Linked DNA regions of Ovis aries: region 1 is linked to region 2. The links are chromatin contacts, called in public Hi-C maps. All regions are on one chromosome and are shown on one strand. The core of a region is the stretch at or near the end of the contact, and the rest is flanking DNA. Distances in the headings are between cores, read along the strand shown.

Region 1 (5,670 bases), core at 2,076-4,575, 210 kb before region 2:
TTTAAAAAAAAAACACGTTTTATTTTGTTTTGGGGGTATAGCCGATTAACAAACAATACTGTCATAGTTTCGGGTGAACACTGAAGGGACTCAGTCATACACATACAGGTACCCATTCTCCCCCAAACTCCCCTCCCATCCAGGCTCCCACCTAACACTGAGCAGAAATCCATGTATTCGTTTATCCACCTAGGGATGCTCAGCTTGCTTCCATCTCTAGGCTAGTATATATATATCCACTGAACACAGGATGCTAATATCTTTTTGAGACAGTGATTTGGTTTTCTCTGGATAAATACCCAGAAGTGGGACAGCCGGATCACATGATCATTGTATTTTTAATTTTTTGAGAAACTGCTATATTGTTTTCCACTGTGGTTGGACCAACTCACAGTCCCACCAACAGCCACCAGGCTTCCCTCTACCCCGCATGCTCACTAGTACCTATCTTTCCTCGTCTCATTGATGACTGCCATCCTAGCAGGTGTGAGGTCACTCCAGCCTGCTGGACTGCTGGTCCCTGAACACAGCAAGCTTGCTCTCGAGTCAGGACTTCTGTTCCCTCTGCCTAGCAAGTTCTTGGATATTTGTGTTGCCTTCTTCCCCCTCATCACTCAGGTCTTGGCTCAAACATCACCTCCTAAAAATCCCCTTGGCTCCTGGCCCATAGTTCTCTGTCTACTCCCATGACGTTGTTTTTTTCACTATCCGAGGCATTATTATGTGTATATTTATGTATTATTTGGTCCCTGTCACGAGAATGAAAGCCCATGGAAGCAGGGCCTTGCCTTGTTCTCTCCTGTACTGGATATACTTAGCACTTAGCACAGTTCCTGGTCCAGAATCAGCCCCAATAAATATTGCTAGATGCAAGAGAAAAGAATGAATGGGTGAAGGCTTGGTGGATGCTGTAGGCACGTGGAAGAATTCTAAGTCTTCTGGCAAACGAGCATTTCGTTCTGATGAATTCATCAGAAGATGCTTCCTGCAGGGCTGGATGACCTCTTCATCAGGTGTATGCTAAATCGTTTCAGTCGTGTCCGAATCTTTGTGCAGACTGTAGTTCGCCAGGCTTCTCGTCAGGGATTCTCCAGACGCGAATACTGGAGTGGGTGTCATGCCCTTTTCCAGGAGATCTTCCCTGACCCAGGGGTGGACCCGGTGTCTCTCACCTCTCCTGCATTGGCAGGCAGATTCTTCACCACTAGTGCCACCTGGGAAGACCCTCTTCATCCGGCGCAGACAGTCCTAGTTTACCAAGGAAAATAGCCTTTCACAGGCAGTAGAAGGCTGTTGCTCTCCCCTCTGTGAAATGAAACAATGTAACGCCATTTCTCAGAGGCTTCTGGGTCCATCAGGTTCCTTTTCAGAAAGCCATCATTTGCTCTGGCTGGGATTATGTGTTTTGTGATATTTGAGTGTCACTTAGAAACTTTACGACAGCCAATCAATCTTTTGTAAAAGACCTGGTAAATGCAATTGAGACTCCTCCCCGCCCCCCCCCACCCCGCCCCCACCTCCCAACTCCAGAGAACTTTGAGATGAAGCCTGAAAGAGATTTAAAGGATTTAAGAGAGATTTTTAAAACTTTTTTCTTAAGCAGGCTTTTTCTTTATCGAACAGCTAAAGGCAAAACCATCTGTTGCCGTAGTGAGTGTCTTTGGAGGGGATAAAGACGCCAGCAATGAGTAAAAACGGCCTAAAATGCCCACCAAGATCCTGCGTCCTGGCTCCTTGTCTCACTGTCTTCTGGAGCTGCCTTTAGACAACCGAGGAGTAAACGAGTCCAAGTGTTTGCTGGTGTTGCTGAGTGAGTTCAGAGCTTGCGTCTCTCTCAGGGTTCACAGCACTAATATCTGGTTTGTTTGATGTCAGTTTCCTGGAGACAGAGATGGGAGGCCTCGGGTGCAAGGGCCAGATTTCCTCTCGGGATGACATTTGACCTGTCCTTTTCCTCGAGGTCCTTGACACACAATACCTCCCTATGTCATGCTGGGTCAGCTCACACCAGGAATAATTAAGCAGAGCTTTGCTGCCGGAAAACCCAAGGCCAATTTGGGGCTGTCATGGGCCATGACGGCCTCCAGTCAATGACTCCGGTTCCTGCCCCACCCCACCCCCACCCACGCATGGGGATTTGCCTGATTTCTGAGATCTACCTTAGGAACAGCCACCCGATCGTGCAGCTCTAGAATCTGACTTTCTGCAGCTCTAGAATCTGACTTTCGAGAATCTGCACACCAAACAGTGGCTTACAAGTTAGAATCCATGCTCTGCCCTGTGCTGCGTCCCCATGAGGCTCTCTCTTCATAAGTACGATTAAGCTGAAACCCCAGTCTGCCATCTGTGTCTCTTTCGAACTCCCTTGCAGGTTTCAGATGGAGCCCAGTTTTGTAGCAAGGATCGTGTTCACTCTTCACGTCAATGTGCAGGAGATTCAGCGGCAGCTTAATGTCAGAGACAAATTCCCCAGCCCTGGCTTGGGTGTGTGAAGAAAGTCTCCAGATGGTTCTTTGAGGTTTTTCACCCCAGTTACGTGGGGGGTGGGGGTGGGGGCGGACCCTGAGCGGTCAGCCACGGACACTGCCATCACAGGTGGAGATTGCTGGGTGTCACTGACGGCCCCGCTCCCAGGCATAATGACCGGCAGGCCCCAGTGCAAGAGAGCTGGCATTTCTGCTACTGATGGAAACCAGATGTGAAGGGGACCCGTGTAATCACAGGAAAGCTGGTTAATGGTGGAGTGGGGAGGGGAGGCCCTGACACTGAGTACAGGATTGGGGGAGGGCAGGCTCTGTCTTCCTCCTGTCTTTGAATGACGTCTCTTTCATCAGCGCTTTGAAATGCTGACACTGGCCTGCAGCCGCTTGTTCAAGGAATCACACTGGCAATTTTTGCATGTTTGACACTTTCTTACTCGGAAGAAGGGGACAGGCTGGCAGAATCAGAGGATGCTTTTGCTTTAGGAATGAGGGTTTCGGGACTTTGTGACACAGGTCCTGTGTCGACCTGAATGCCATCGGGGACACGTCTTTCCAGCCCACAGGGTGTCCAGCCCGCAGGCAGGCAGGCCCTGGCCCCTCGGGCAAGAAGGGGAAACTGCACGCTCACGGTTCTTGCTTCAGTTGGAAGCTGGTAAGGCTTGTCCGAGTCGCCACAAAGTTCACTTCCACTTCTGGCCCGCCTGTTTCTCTCACTTCCCCAATATCTTGTTAAAACCGCAGGAAAAAGAACACATTGCTCCTTGCCTAAGGTCATCTTTGGAAGAAGCACATTTGACTTTTAGAGGCATCAGACTTCCTGGCCTCGATGGAGAAACACAATTACTCGGTGAACTTTTGAGCTGAATGATCCCGGCAGAGGGACAGTACACAGGAGCCTAAAGAGGCAGAAAGGCCATGGGGAGGGGAGCGGGGAGCAAGGCGGAAACCAGGGCGAGTCCAATTGCCTGAGTGTTTACCAAGACGGAGGCAGGTTAGGGCGCCAGGTCCTGCCACGTCTTACTGCTGCAGACACAGGACCAATTGACCCGCGATGGCAGATCTTCCTTCTTTTTTGGGGGGGCATGGTCATGCCAGGGGCCAAGTTCTGACCTGACTTTTAAGAACCTCCCTTTCACAGCCCAAGGCCTCTGCGGGGAGCAGGGGGGCAGCCTAAGCGTGCTCCGATACTCGGCAGGATCCCACTGCCCGTCTTGTGCAGCCCTTGTGGTCCACCTCGGTTTGCGGCCTCAGTTTCCGGGCCTCCATCGCGTCACTCGTCCCTCCACGGCTATGCTCATGCTCCACCTGCCTGGGCGTGTGGTGTGTTCTGGACACCCCTGATCTCTACAGCCGGCTGTCACAGTGTCCAGACACCCTCATGACCTTCCACACCCAGCAGTGCCACCCACGCACGTCGGCACCATCCAAAGGGCACTCCTCCTTAGGACTCTAGCTCAGTTCCCTAGCCACCGGAGCAAGCGTGGTCCACCCTCCTCCAAAAGAGTGCTTTCAAGCCATCCTTGATCTGGAGTCCAGGTGCTCCACAGTCGTCCAGGGACCAGCTCGGTTTTCACCTCAATTTAACCACTTGGTACTCTGTCCGAGGAAGTACAAACAACAGATGTTTAACACATGTCAGCTGGAGGAACACATGGCTTACGTGGTGGGATCATCTTCCAGATTTTCTAGGAACCAAAAGAGAGTTCATCATCAAGAAAGAGCTTGGGGAGGCTGTGTCCCCAAAGAAATGTCCAGGAGGTCTGGCTGTCATATCAGAAATGGCAAGTGACCCATAGCCTTTGGAAGAGATGATGATTTGTTTGAGAATTCTGAGTCTAAAGAAGCCTAAGATTTAAGCTTTCTGTCCATCCATCCATCCATCCATTTATCCACCCATCCACCCATCCATCCATCCATTTACCCATTCATCCATTTACCTATCCATCCACCCATCCATCCATCCATCCCTTTGTTCATGTATTTCTCTCCTTTCATTTTTCCCCAATACTGATAAGAATATGAAAACAGGGAGCAGTCTCTCACTATCTGAGGTGCTGTCTCCTGGGCTGTAGTCCTCATTTTGCCCCAAATAAAACTTAAGCTTGCAACTCTTAAAAAAAAAAAAAAAAGAATATGAAAACAAATCAGACAAGCCTCTAGGCTTGAGAAGCATCTAGATTTTCTTTTCTCAGATTTTTGTAGCTATGTGATTATTGTTAGGAGAATATTCAAAAAATCGCTTAAAAGTAGGGGATAGATACATCCCTTAATGAAATGTTACATAGCCTTGAAAATGATGCCTGCCAAGGGCTGGCAATAATATGGAATATGGCATCATAGAAGGTTAAGTGAAAAAGTGTATACAGCATTCGAAATGAATATATTCAATGAAGAAGAGTCTGAAAGGACACGGATACATGTGAACAGCAGCTTGAGTGGTGAGGGAGGGGGGGTTCGTCCCCTTCACTCCATCTCCGTGCATTTCCTGTCTTGCCTGATGAGCTCATTCTCACTGAGCAGAATGGTGTTCCAGAAATTTCTACCACATTCTCCTTCCTTCCTTTGGACCCCTTGAATCATTTCAGTAGAGTTTGCTCCATATAGCAGGAAAGAGGTACTGTCTCTAAAATATATGTACGTGTGTATGTATTTGGATGCGTTGGATCTTGGCTGCGTCACGTGGGATCCTTCATTGCGATGAATGGACTCTTTCATTGCGTCCTGTGGGCCCAGGAGTTGCAGCATGGAGGCTTTAATGCTTTGTGGCTCCCCAACCAGGGATCGAACCCGTGTCTTCTGCACAGCGAGGTGGATTCTTAACCGTTGGACCACCAAGGACGTCCCCTTTCTTTCTTTTTTAAAGAAAGAATTGGAAAACTTCATTTGAGCCAAATTTGAGAGCTATAACCCTGGAAGAGCATCTCAGAAAGCTCTGAAAACTGTTCCGATGTACTGTCTTTCTGTGATTAAAAGAAGAATGTGTGTATATAAAACAAATACATGAAATGAAACATAAACACACAGACATGTACGTATAAACACATACGTGTGTCGTATAAACACATGTGTGTCGTATAAACACATACGTGTGTGTGCGTGCACGCTCAGTCACTGTAGTTGTGTCCCGCTCTTTGCGACCCCTTGGACTGTAGGCTGCCAGGGTCTCTGTCCATGGGATTCTCCAGGC
Region 2 (5,625 bases), core at 2,857-5,356:
AGCTCCAAACTCAACAGAACAGCTCCTGGCTGAAGGCCAGATGGTGCCCATGTACAAAAGGAGTTCGGTTGTTGTTGTTTAGTCGCTAAGTCATATCCAACTCTTTGCAACCCTGTGGACTGTAGCTCACCAGGCTTCTCTGTCCATGGGATTTCCCAAACAAGAATACTGGAATGGGTTGCCATGTCCTTCTCCAAGGAAACTTCCCAATCCAGGGATCAAACTTGATATTCCTGCTTGGCAGGCAGATTCTTTACCCCTGAGCCACCAAGGAAGCCCACAAAATGGTTTTAGTTGACATTAAATATTAATAAATCTCATTAAGAGATTAATAAATCTCATCATGCCAGGGCTAAGCTGCCAAAAAAAGCTAATGTGATTTCAGGTTGTATTAATATGAGTATCGTGGCTGAAACAAGGGAGGTGCCCCTGGTGCAAAGGCCACATTGTCAGAGGCAGGCCACCAAGAAGAGCAAGCCTGGAGGGGAAGAGTAGGACGGTATGGGCTTTCGGAACCCTGATGTATTAGGAAGTCCAGGGTTTTGGTCTGCAGAGGGAAGCCAGAAAGTACTTCACAAGCGTGACGGCACGACCCATGACAGAGACAGCTGGTTTCTGCCATGTGAATCTGGACGTGGCTGGAGCGTTGCTGCAGAGGACAAGGAAGAACTGTGTGGGGGTAAATTGTGTGCCCGAAGGTGGAGAGACAGACCACCGGGGTGGGAGCGTGGGGGTGGGAGCCCGCTTATCAGGAGCTGCAGCTGGGAACCAAGTCATGACCTGGAGAACGGTATTCATCTATGGGGTATAGAAGGAGGGAGGGGAGGAAAGGGGGGAGGGGAGAAGAGGGGGGAGGAGAGGAAGGGGGAGGGAAAGAAAGGGAGAGGGGAGGAAAGGAAATGGGGGAGTGGAGGAAAGGGGGGAGGGGAGAAGAGAGGGGAGGGGAGGAAGGGGGGAGGAAGGGAGAAAGAAGGAAGGAGGAGGGGAGGAAGGGGGAGGGGAGGAAGGGGGAGGGGAGGAAGGGGGGAGGAAGGGGAAAGAAAGAAGGAGGAGGGGAGGAATGGGGAGGAGAGGAAGGGGAGGGGAGGAATGGGGGAGGAGAGGAATAGGGGAGGAAGGGGGAGGGGAGGAGAGAAATGGGGGAGGGGAGAAATGGGGGAGGGAAGGAATGGGGGGAGGAAGGGGGAAAGAAGGAAGGGGGAGGGGAGGAAGGGGGAAAGAAGGAAGGAGGAGGGGAGGAAGGGGGAGGGGAGGAAGGGGGAGGGGAGGAAGGGGGAGGGGAGGAAGGGGGAGGGGAGGATAGGAGGATCCAGAACTCCAGGAGTCTTCCCTGTCCCAGGGTGCTGCTGGCCCAAGAACAGCCTCCTGCCGGGACTCTGAGATTAGACTCCTTATGCAAATGGATTGTTCTTTTTGGTCCCTGAAACTCCCAGAGGTAAATTACTTGCTGAGGCAATGGTGGATTAATCTGAGGCAATCAGCTATCTCTAAGTCCACCCAAGGCCACATTTGAATCAGATAGGGTGATTCATAGCAATCTGAAGTCGACTGTGAAAACTAGGTTCTTCCCGAAACACCGGCCAGGTGCCCTTGGTGACGCATCAGATGTCAGAGCTACGCTTTGCAGGTCGGCGCAGCTGGTTGGCGAGGCTACCTTTTGCACCCTAAGGACTGAGGGAGGAGGGGCGGGAGAGCCGTGGCGGCTTCCTGCTCCCAGGTCTGAAGACCATGCTATTTGGGCCCAGTTGGCCATTTCTCCACCCGCACTGCACTGGGCTTTCTTCCCCAGGCAGAGTGTGGCTCATGAGGGGGGTCGCTTTGCTTATACAGAAGCTGGCCTGTGGCATTCGTGAGGTCAGTGGTCATTTCTTGCTGACCCCAATGGATTCGGCATTCCCGGGGCAGGGTCCAGCTCTGCAGGCGCAAGTGTCCTGAAGGGAGTGCCTTTTGATTCACAAATCCTTAAGCATTAGAGTCACCGGCAGCCAAGGCGAGGTGGTGACACTGTTAATCGCTTGGATACCACAGTCCACTCTGCCATGCTAACACGTGCTACGCTGCTTCAGTCGTGTCCAACTCCTAGTGACCCCATGGACTGTAGCCCGCCAGGCTCCTCTGTCCGTGGGATTTTCCAGGCAAGAATACTGGAGTGGGGTGCCATGCCCTCCTCCAGGAGATCCTCCCTACCCAGGGATCTCTTACGTCTCCTGCACTGGCAGGCAGGTTCTTTACTGCTAGTGCCACCTGGGAAGCAAGGCCCAGGTGGGCTTTGGTGACGAGCCTGGCTGCTTTTCATAAGGAGGGAGGCTGGCTTTGGGGCAGCCGCAGTCTCAGGACGCACATAGAGGATTCCCTCTGGTCGGTTCTGCAGAGCTCAGGGCCGCCCAGGCTCTCAGGGCGGCGCAGTCACTGGGAGACCAGGATCATGCATCCCAGCGTACCTAGCAGACGAGGACGTCCTGAACTGGGGAAACCAAAGGACAGACAGAGAGGAATCATGAGACAAGTGCTGAGTGACACTCACAGTGACTGCTAGCGGCACACACGTCAGGAAGCCCAGGCTCTCCTGGGAGATTCCTGCCGTCACTAAGAGCAAGTGCAGGATGGAGATGTGTGCCCAAGACTGAGCTGGACACACTGCCAGTCCAGACGCCAGATGCTGGGGCGTGGCCGAGCCGGGGTCATTTAGCCCCATCACCTGTAATGGACACCTCAGGCCTGGAGCCGTTGTGCTCAGAATTGTAGTTTCCACTAGCTATGAGCACAGGGTGCCTGTTCTTGGCACCAAGATGTGCCAGGAACACTTGGGATGTGTTCAGGAGCAGCCTTGCTCTCAGTGGGCCCGAGGCTTACATCTACAACCTCTGCTCCACAGAAAGCCTCTTCTGGGGGTTCCTGGGACCCCACACCCCTGCAGGTGGATCGGGGAAGGGGAGAGATGCTCTCCACAGTGTGAACAGTGGGAAGGGGAGAGATGCTCCCTGAGAGTGAACAGTGGGAATGGGTGAAGTACTCTCTGCGGTGTGAACGGCAGGGAGGGGAGAGATGCTCTCCATGGTGTGAATGGTGGGAATGGGTGAGATGCTCTCTGTGATGTGAATGGCAGGGAGGCGATAGATGCTCTCTGCAGTGTGAACGGTTGGAGGCGGAGAGATGCTCTCCACGGTGTGAACAGTGGGAATCAGTGAGATGCTCTCCCTGGTGTGAACAGTGCTGACGCAAATGCCACCACCCTGCATGACCCATGTTCTCATACTCTCATGTAAATGGACATCAGCTGCAGAATTTGGGTGCAGGGAACGAAGGGGTTCTTCTGACATCCCTTCCCCTCTCACCTCCAGATTCCTACTGCTGGGCCCTCATCCTCAACTTGCCTCAAGACAGCACCCACTGAAGGGAGAGCTAGCCAGCAGGTCCCAAGACCCAGGAGATGGCACCCAAACCTCTTCCCTCCAGTGTCCACGTGCTGCTCATCCACCAAACCCTCGTCTTTCCACCTCAAGTTCTCCCAGGCTTTCCTCCTCCAGTTTCCAGGCTTTGTACCTGCTCCCACCCCCCACATTCCTCATTCCCCGCCACCTTTTCTTTCCAGCTGAGAAAGAGAGAAGCCTGGAATCTGGACTCAGGCCTACCCTGCCTCTCCTCCTGGGGATCCATGTGGTCTGTTACCAATAAGCCTGAAATGGTCAGGGCTAACATCAGCTTCCACTTCTTTCTTCCACTAGGTTATTTAAGCTTCCCATGACCTCTTGCTTTTGATAAAGAAGCAGTTTTCATTTGTGGAGAATTGACAAGGAAATCCCAGGTGGGAACCCTATACACAATAAATGCTCTAGCCACCAATCCGGATACTTGCCCTTCATAGACTCGATGATCTGATTGCTATCTGTGTTCTGGTTCCTTTCCTGCTAAGCTGAATGGGGTTGCCTGGGGAACAATTCTCAGGTCCCGGTTTTGAGCAAGGGGTCATTTCCCGCAGGCAATCTGGACACTCCAGAAGCCAGCCGGGCTGGGGGTGTGGCGGTGCAGCTCTGCTAGGCCCTGGCCAATCTCACCCCGCTGACAGGGGCAGGGGGCTGGTCTGAGGGCGGGGTGGCAGCTGGAGAGGGCGCTGGCCTGAGGCCTCAGCCCGCCTTTGCTGACGTTGGAGCCTCGGAGCAGGGCTGCTGACGTGTACTGACTGGGCTGGCTGTTTACTGAACTGTTTTTTAATAGCTGCACTTCCAGTAAGACCTGAGAACACGCCACAGCACCCTCATTTACAGCACAGAATGTGTCACTCGGGCCGCATGTGGGCCGAGAAAGGGAGAGTCCAGGAAAAGTGAGGTTCACAGGCAGTCAGGAAAGTCACCTGATGTGAAGAGAGAGAGAGAGAGAGAGAGAGAGAGACAGAGAGAGCCTGGGGTAGACCAGATGGCCGCGTTGGTGCTGTCCAGGACCACCCCATGGGCTGCATTTTGGAAGGGCCAATTCAGGCAGAATTTCTTCTTGAAAAGGTCCAAGTAGCCAAGACACCTTCTTCTGGGTATAGGAACTAGCCTCAGACTGGCTGGTTTCCAGAGTGACGTGGGCAACTCATTTCTCCTCCTTTGAGCGCAGTTTCCCTACCTGTTTTGATGAGGGTGTTCAGCCACTGATTCCTTTAGGGGGCAACAGCCAGCCCAGGGTTGGCATGGGGGCTCTGTCTTTCTGGCCATGGGGCTGTGGGAAAATCCTTGTCTTGTGAAGACATAATCTTGTCACGAGTTAACACAGATGTCAGTGTCCCTGCTGCCTCTGGGTGCTGCTGTTCTGAGCATTTGTGTGATAACGCACACAGAACACTTAGCAGAAAAGCAGGTGCCCAGCGAGCGCTCAACACCCAGGAGCTCTTAGCATCAGCACCGGTTCGTGGAGGGTCTGAGTATTGGGGGCACTGTGCATTGGGTAGGGTGGGGATGGTGTTCTCAGATCCCTTCCCACTGGAACATTCCACATCTGCAATCTAATTAAAAGCCACTGACTCTTTTCTTCCCTCTTGATAAAAGTTACAGAAACCTCTGTTTCCATTGCACTCAGATTCCACAGTCCCTTTTTTAGTTGAAAACGACTTCCCTAAGGCAAAAGTCAAGCTGTCCATTTGGAATGAAAGATGATGATGATGAAAGCAATAACAAAATAATAATAACAATAAATTCCTCTTTACTTGGTATTATAGACTTGAATAGGCTTCCCTGGTGGCTCGGGGTAAGAAATTTGCCTCCCAATGCAGGAGGTGCAGGTTCAATCCCTGGATTGGAAAGATCCCCTGGAGAAGGAAATGGCAGCTGACTTCAGTATTCTTTCCTGGGAAATCCCATGGACAGAGGAGCCTGGTAGGCTCCATGGGGTCACAAAGAGTCAGACACGACTTAGCGACTAAACCACCCCCACATAGACTTGGAAAGCACTTGAATCCTCCTGACAGCCCTGTAAATACAAGAAGAGAAAGTATGTCCCAGGAGTTGCAGGTGCAGAGACTGATGTCCAGGGCGACTGTCCGAGGTAATGTGGATAAGGAGGGGGCGGGGGAGCTAGAAAGTGTGTCCTCTGGCTCCAGACCTAGTCTCCTTCTAAAGAAGACTCTACTGTAGTTGGCTTTTCCAA

Evidence for each region. A called contact is a pair of places that touch in the nucleus more often than the background predicts.
Region 1: a contact with region 2 is called in a Hi-C map of liver, with 2.2 times the contacts expected there. The contact joins two enhancer-like sites. A contact is called at or near these places in 3 of 16 Hi-C or Micro-C datasets (liver, omental adipose tissue and tail adipose tissue).

Annotation. Positions count from the first base shown.
Region 1 is chr1:272,051,761-272,057,430 of ARS-UI_Ramb_v3.0, reverse strand. No RefSeq gene overlaps it. Among named protein-coding and RNA genes, the nearest start is that of ETS2, 270 kb to the right of the region's middle. Within about 2 kb of position 3,325, at least 12 of the 54 cell types and tissues checked have an H3K27ac peak or open chromatin away from gene starts, as enhancers often do. A contact at or near this core is called in liver, where this site is marked.
Region 2 is chr1:271,844,867-271,850,491 of ARS-UI_Ramb_v3.0, reverse strand. It overlaps LOC105604974 (a long non-coding RNA gene), which reads left to right and starts at 444. Exons shown (of 2, transcript XR_006057603.1): 1 at 444-679; 2 at 3,342-3,849. Within about 2 kb of position 4,106, at least 28 of the 54 cell types and tissues checked have an H3K27ac peak or open chromatin away from gene starts, as enhancers often do. A contact at or near this core is called in liver, where this site is marked.